Regions from separate parts of the Oryctolagus cuniculus genome. Here region 2 is linked to region 1. The links are chromatin contacts, called in public Micro-C maps. All regions are on one chromosome and are shown on one strand. The core of a region is the stretch at or near the end of the contact, and the rest is flanking DNA. Distances in the headings are between cores, read along the strand shown. Region 1 overlaps PRDM10 (PR/SET domain 10). Region 2 holds the start of PRDM10 (PR/SET domain 10).

Region 1 (3,419 bases), core at 829-3,328:
ATAATAGACATCAATGCAATGGTTGACGCACCCTAATCCGATATGACAGTCCTTGGAACACAGGCGACTAGGACACAGCCAAGCGTGCACACAGAGGAAGACCCTGGGAGGTCACAGCCAGAGGGGGGCTGTCCACGCACCACGGAGGGAGAGGGAGGCCTCAGCAGAAACCACGCCGGCTCCCGTCTTGGTCTTGGATGTCCAGCATCCAGAATTGTGAGACACAAATTTCCCACTTGAGCCACCAGCCTATGGCATATTATGGGAGCCCCAGTGAACCACTACTGCCCCCTCCTCCAACACTACACGTCTTGGAATACTTCACGTAATGTGACACGGAACTGAATTGCAAACCTCTGCTCTATTGGTGAGAGTTTCCACTGACAACAAATCAGGCATAGAAAGTAAAACACACGTAAACAATTGCTGTGAAATTGAAATTGAGAGATGGCTGTAAAAAAAAAAAAAATGAGTGCCCTTGGAAAAACTGTTAAGAACCAGGTGAAGGGCAATAAAGCATTAGTTACCTTTAGGTGAATGTAACAGTCTTTCAGCTCGGAGCCCCTGACGAGGGGCCCCTCCACGGGGCCAAACTGGGTGCGCTTGGGGATGCGCCTCTTGGAGAACACCCCACCAAGGAACCTGTCTATGTAGAGGACCAGGGGCAGGCTGGCTCTGGCGCGGGTGAGCACGGGCCGATTGGGGATCGGGTGCAGCGGGCCGTGCTTCGGGCACACTGAAGAATGGGCGTTGTTACACTCCTCACACCCTACAAAAGAGAAGAACAGTCCAATTCCTCAGCAAGACTTGACCCCAAGCAAAAAGTTCTGACCTGAAAAATCCCCAAATCTAAGTTTTCAAGCCAAATTCAATTAACTCCTGCAGTGGCACCATCTAGCCAATTTTAATCCATTAGCTTTCACAGACCAATAAAAAAAAAATCCTGTAATTTTCCTCTTAACATCAGGCAGAATTTGCCTACGCCTGCCAAAAATAATATGCAGGCTGTGACTTTTTGCTCTGCGGTTTGGTGAGTCAAACAGTGGCCAGTAAATCCACAAACCAACTACAACGTGCCTGAAAAAGACAAAAAAGAAGCCCTTATCAGGCTAAACGTTGCAGAAATCTGATGAGACAAAAGTAGGTGAATTCTGTAGTAGGTAAATTCTACCTCAATAGAGCTGTTAGGAAAAAGAAAACCCCCCGAGAGTGCTGCTGAACCAGTGTCCTCCAAGGGAGTCAGAGGAGCCGCACCACCCAGGCAGGACTAAGAGGGAAGGTGCTGCTGAGCAGCCCGGGGCCCAGCGCACAACCAGCGCACTGCATGATGACAGCGCTAGAATGAATGAACGCAGCACCCCACCCTTCGCTTGGACATTCTAGTGCATTCTAGGGGTGTTCAGCTTGCACTGGTCCAGCCCTCCCCCCTCACTGCTCTCCCCACTTCTTGGCCAATAGCATTCATCTCTGAGTCAACTGTCAGCCACAAACAACACAAACAAATCCACTCTGACTCTACTCAGGCCAGGTGGTGGGCTGGGTTAGGTATTTTCAACTTCTGTAAGTTCTCAAATAATGGAGAGCTACTCTGTACGAATAGTGAGAGGACAAAGCCACTTTCTGTACTTCTGACTTCGGAGTTGCCTTGAGAAATTGAAAGAAATTCAAGGAGAAACAACAGGAAGGAGTTCTCCGGGCCTGGATGTGGAGCTTAGACAGTGGCCCCACGCAGACAGATTCTGTCACTGCCACCCAGGGGGTGTGACAGAAGCTGCGTGAGGTCCCAGAGTTCAGAAAGCCCTGGTAACCCCCATCAGTGAGGCCAGAAGTCGGCCAACAAGCAGGAAAACTGACAGAAAGGAGCAATGATTTGGTAAGAGGGGAGCAGAGGCCTCGCAGGCAGGCCAGAAAGAGAGGCAGGAAGGTAGGTGTTGGGCCTAACACAGGCCGCCTGGTTTGGAATCCTGACTCACAGCTCACTAGCGCGACCTTGGAAAACCCCACCCCTAGGACTGCGCAAAGCTAGAAGTGCATTAGTGAGTGGGGAGGGCCAGTGCCTGGGGCATGAGGTGCGCTTTTAAGAGCTGCTTAGGAAACAAGTAAAGCAGCAAAGCAAACATGGGAGCTGAAATGGCTGAACAGTCCAGGACCGCACAATCTTATCATGCATCCAGGAGCTGAAGTGCTGGTACCGAGAAACCCTAAGCTGGGGTTCCCCCACCCCTGCCCCCCAACGCAGCCCTGAGATACAGAGCAGGTTGCATAACTTCCTCTGAGCTGCAGCTTCCTCGTGGGGAAAACTAGAGAGCAGGCAAGCAAGTCTGGGGAGATGATGCGTGCAGAGCGTGGGCCAGAGGGAGGACTCAGTGCATGTGTGTGGACCGTGTTCACACTCACACTCCTGCACACACACACACACACGCATATGCACATGCACACATCACATAAAGGAACCCACAGCTCAGCTCAGCCCCCACACTTACACAGGTCATGGGGGTCAAAGGGCCGGGGCGGGTCCGGCTCCCAGTCATCCAGATCTGTGTCTTCACCATCTTCTTCCTCATCTTCCTCTGTGTCCTCGTCCTCGTCCTCATCCTCTTCCTCTTTTGCCTCCAGTCTCCCTATAGGGTTCTGCAGAGCTGCCAAAGGGTCGGAACCGTCCACGCTCTCAATGGAGGGCAGCACCTGGTTATGCACTGGCAACGTGGCCTGTACGACAGTGCAAAGCACAAAGTGAGCAGACACCTGCATTTTGTCGGCTGGTGCACACACACACACACACACGCACATGTTAAGTGCCAGGTTGTGGTGGACTGAATCCTTCACGCTGGCTCCCTTCAAGGCCCTGGAAAAATGACTTCCACCTGTAGCAGTGAGGAGGAATCTGGTTTCATTTTGGATGTCACAACCTTCCCTTACCCCCTGCCCCACATCTGGGCAGCCTGAGAAGCCAGCCTGGGTGCTTCCTCCTCCGGCACCAGTGGAAGACTCACACCCGGCAAGATCCTGACCACGTGCCTCTGACCCACCTGAACCTCAGTGAAACCCACGGTCCTCTCCTCACTCTCAAGGCACACCACACCTGCCTGCCCAGGGACTTCAAACATGGAGGCAGTAGGCCTTGTCATAAGCCACCTATGTATGGGACCATCAGTCTTCATATCAGAGCCAAGTTGCGGGTCCCTCCCTTACTGGCGGCCATCAGCTAGGAGAGGGAATGATCTGACCTGCCTTCAGCCACCTCACTTGTGAAACTGTGCATCTGTGAAACTCAACAGTACAACACGTGGCTGGTCCCATGCCACGGTACCAGCCAACAGCTCTCCCTTTAAACATGGAAGAGAGGTTGAGCTTTTAAAGAATGAGGAGTAGACATTTGATGCATCAGTTAAGACGTCAGTTGGGACATGCACACATCG
Region 2 (3,255 bases), core at 435-2,934, 67 kb after region 1:
GGGCAGGAGGCTGGACCTCCAGTCCAGCGTGATTTGTTTCCAATGACGGTTAAGCGCCGAGGAGCTGAGAGAGGTCTCAGGGGGTGGCGACGGGCTGGGCAGGATCTCCACAGATCCAAGAGGCGAATGAGCGCACAGGGCTGGCCCGATGGGCGTCAGCCCCCCGTTTCATCCTCGACGCCGGCACAAAGCCACCCCCACGAGGTCTGAACCCAACTGGTGGCACCCCGCAAGGCGAGAGGCGCACGCAGCCCAATCCTCCACGGCGCTACCCGCTCCGGCACCTGCCTGGGGGGCGGACGGCGACAGTCCCCCGCTGGACTTAGCAGGGCACCCCCGGACGCCGAGCCAAAGCCGCCGACGGCCGGCCAACGGCGCGCCCTCAGCCCGCTCCCCGCCGGCGGGTCCCGTCACGCCTTCGCACCGCACCCGGCGCGGGCGGGCGGCGGCAAGGCCACACCGCGACCGCGACCTCGGCCTCCGGCCGGCCCAGCGACACGGCGCTGACCCGCACGGACCCACAGGGGCCATCCCCGCACCCCCGCACGGGCGGGGCCTCCCGACCCCGGCGGCGCCACCTTGTAAATAAAGGCCGGGGGACCAGCAGTCTACGGCAGGTGGGAGGCGCCGCCTCGCCAAACAAAGCTGGGCGCCCCGTCGGCGAGAGCGCGGCCGCAGGCGGTCTTGGGCGCCCGCGCGCGGCCTGCGGCTCCGAGGCACCATGGCCGCGCCGCCACCCACCGCGCCGGCCCTCACAGCCCGGCCCGGCCAGCAAAGCGCCCGCCCAACCGCCGCCGCCGCCGGAGCGCGAGGCCGCCCAACCGCCGTCCCGGCCCAACCAACGCGGGCAGGGGAGGAGAGGTGCGCGCGGCCGGCGGAGCGTGCGAGCCGCTCGGGGGTCGCGGGGGAGGCCGCGCGCGGCGGAGACAGGGGCGAGGAGGCGCCGAGGCCATCGCTGAACGCGGCGCTAGGAGGGCCTCCAGGAGGGGGTTTTGCCCTTTTCCCCTTGGAAGGTGCCGATGGTTTGACCCCCCACCCCGAGTGAGGTGCCGTGTCCCAGCCCCGGCTGGACTGTACCATCGGGCGGTGCCGCCGGGATTTCTCCCCCCCACCACCACCACCATCAATCCCCCCCCACCCGGGTCCGCGGTCGGTTGGCCCCGGCCGGGCTCTGAGACGCGGAAAGAGCTGGGCGCCATTTTGGGTGGGACTAAGCAAAGACGAAACACCCTCCCAGGCGATGGGGTACTGCGGACCCTGGTTTATCCGTTTCCCTTAATCCTTTAGGTACTTACACGACGTTGGGAGAGGGGAGGTGGAAGATCAGCGGGTCCCCGATCCTCTCTCCCTAGGGGTGATGGAAATCAAACCCCCCCCGCCACCTCCAGGTGGTTCTTCCCGCCGCAGAGTGGGAGCAGCATAAAAGGCGGGGCCTCATTAGCATAATCTGCCTGGCAACCTGACCTCGAGGTGATATGATTGGCCAAATTCTGTAAACTCCATGCCGTGCCTAGCGACGAGAAACGCTGGGGCAAACTGACAGGCCCAGATTTAAGAGTCATGACGAAGATCCTGAGACGTTAATTCTGTCGGCAGAGGAGCCAAAAGGAGATTCACACAATGGCCCAATGACTGACGGCCTCTTTATTTCGTGCTCTGCTGTTCCTATGCAATCCAATCGGAGCGAGGTTCTCAGGCGGCGCACGCGTGTGTTTGTACTCTAAGCCAATCAGAAAGCCCGACGCTTCGCATTCGGGGTCAAGACCCCTGGTCGGGCCCGGGCGCGGTGAGGCCGGGGAGGCGTCTGCCTTTTCCTCAGCGTACGCCGGCCAGGGAATCGTCTATGCGCCGGGCGCCGAGGGGCTCTGTGGAACGAGCGGGAGGCGCCCGCGCAGGGCCGCGCGAGGCGGCGTGCCCGGGACGCGCCTTCCTGCAGCCTGCGACACCGGTGGGCCAGCGCGCGCCCCGCGGGCTTCGGCTGCCGAGAGCCTGTGGGTGCCCAGGCCCTGCCACCCCGTAGAGCACCCTCACTGTGTGTCTAGTTCCCGCCTCACCGTTCTGGAAGGGGAAAGTTGGCAGAAGCGCCAAGAAGTGCAGGGTTCTTGAACACCGGTTAGCCCGTGACTTTGACCTCAGGCTGTGTCCCTTGAAATTGCCTTTTCAAAGGGCAACCATGTGCACAGGAATGAACTCCGGCTTTGCAGGCAGCGCCCTCTCCCCCACTGGCAACGCCGGTTGGCAGCTCCAAGGTGAAAAACACCTTGGACTCCGGGACTGTCAGTACCTAAGCTGGAACTTCAAGGAGGGATAGCATTAAGGATGCTACTAAAACCCATGAAATCTTGCACTGTTGGCCAACAAGGAAAAAAAAAGGGAGAAGTTACAACCAGGGAAAAGACTTGAGGCTGGAATTTCAGCCGTGTTGTTTTTGCTGTTTTATTTAACTGAAAGCAAAGTGGGAAGAATGGGAGAGCGTTATGTTTTTCAAAATCCACAGTTGATTACCCTGTAGGCAACTTGATGACCTGGCTGCAGCCCCCATTGCTGGCCGGACTGGGTGAGAAGCAACCTTGTTGAAGTGAACGGAAATGGTAAAGGGGGCTTGATGGGGCAGACCCCAGCACTTGCGGGCTAGAGCTGCTATTAGCTCTTACTCCGGGTATATAGAAGAGGAAGTTTGTTGACTGGGGGATGATTCCTTAGGTTAAGAAAGCCATTTGAAAAAAAAATTTTTTTTGGTTGTGAAAAGTTGGACAGGTCTTCCCATGGCCAAGAAAGCCTGCCACTCCCTGAATCATTTGGTTTTTGGAGATAGAACTTTATTAAAATGTCCTGTTAGGGTGGTCCCAACTGGCATCTAATGACCGGAAATGACACCGAGAAACCCCGAAAACAGTTACCCATGAGAGGTGGAGCTACCGTCCGGAGAGCCACCCCCCCCACACCTTACCTTCATGGAGTTAGAGAAATGCTGCCGAAATTCAGAATGCACACACATTAACAGGTAGAAGCCGCCCCACAAATTGTTTTTCCTTTGGAATGCCTGGAGTGAGCCTCAATAACATGGTGTTCCTGTGATGTGTCATTAACTTGTTTATTAACACAGTAAAATTCACTCATTCACAAGAAGCAATTATAAAACATGCACTGGGTACCCCTCATGGTTCTGAACACCAAGAGTAGGAGACAACAACACACAAGGCCCCGCTTTTCTGAGCTAAGGCTGGTAGGAGAACAACACAAATAAATGACTCC

The links. Hi-C and Micro-C count contacts between places; a contact is called where the count stands out from the background.
Region 2: a Micro-C map of ear pinna shows a contact between it and region 1, with 2.8 times the contacts expected there. The contact joins the promoter of PRDM10 here to the enhancer-like site in region 1. A contact is called at or near these places in 2 of 6 Hi-C or Micro-C datasets (ear pinna and liver).

The regions. Positions count from the first base shown.
Region 1 is chr1:123,814,838-123,818,256 of mOryCun1.1, forward strand. It overlaps PRDM10 (PR/SET domain 10), which reads right to left. Exons shown (of 21, transcript XM_070065558.1): 5 at 2,484-2,709; 6 at 528-769. Among named protein-coding and RNA genes, the nearest start is that of NFRKB, 56 kb to the left of the region's middle. Within about 2 kb of position 2,079, at least 2 of the 8 cell types and tissues checked have an H3K27ac peak or open chromatin away from gene starts, as enhancers often do. A contact at or near this core is called in ear pinna, where this site is marked.
Region 2 is chr1:123,882,415-123,885,669 of mOryCun1.1, forward strand. It overlaps PRDM10 (PR/SET domain 10), which reads right to left and starts at 1,685. Exons shown (of 21, transcript XM_070065558.1): 1 at 1,296-1,685.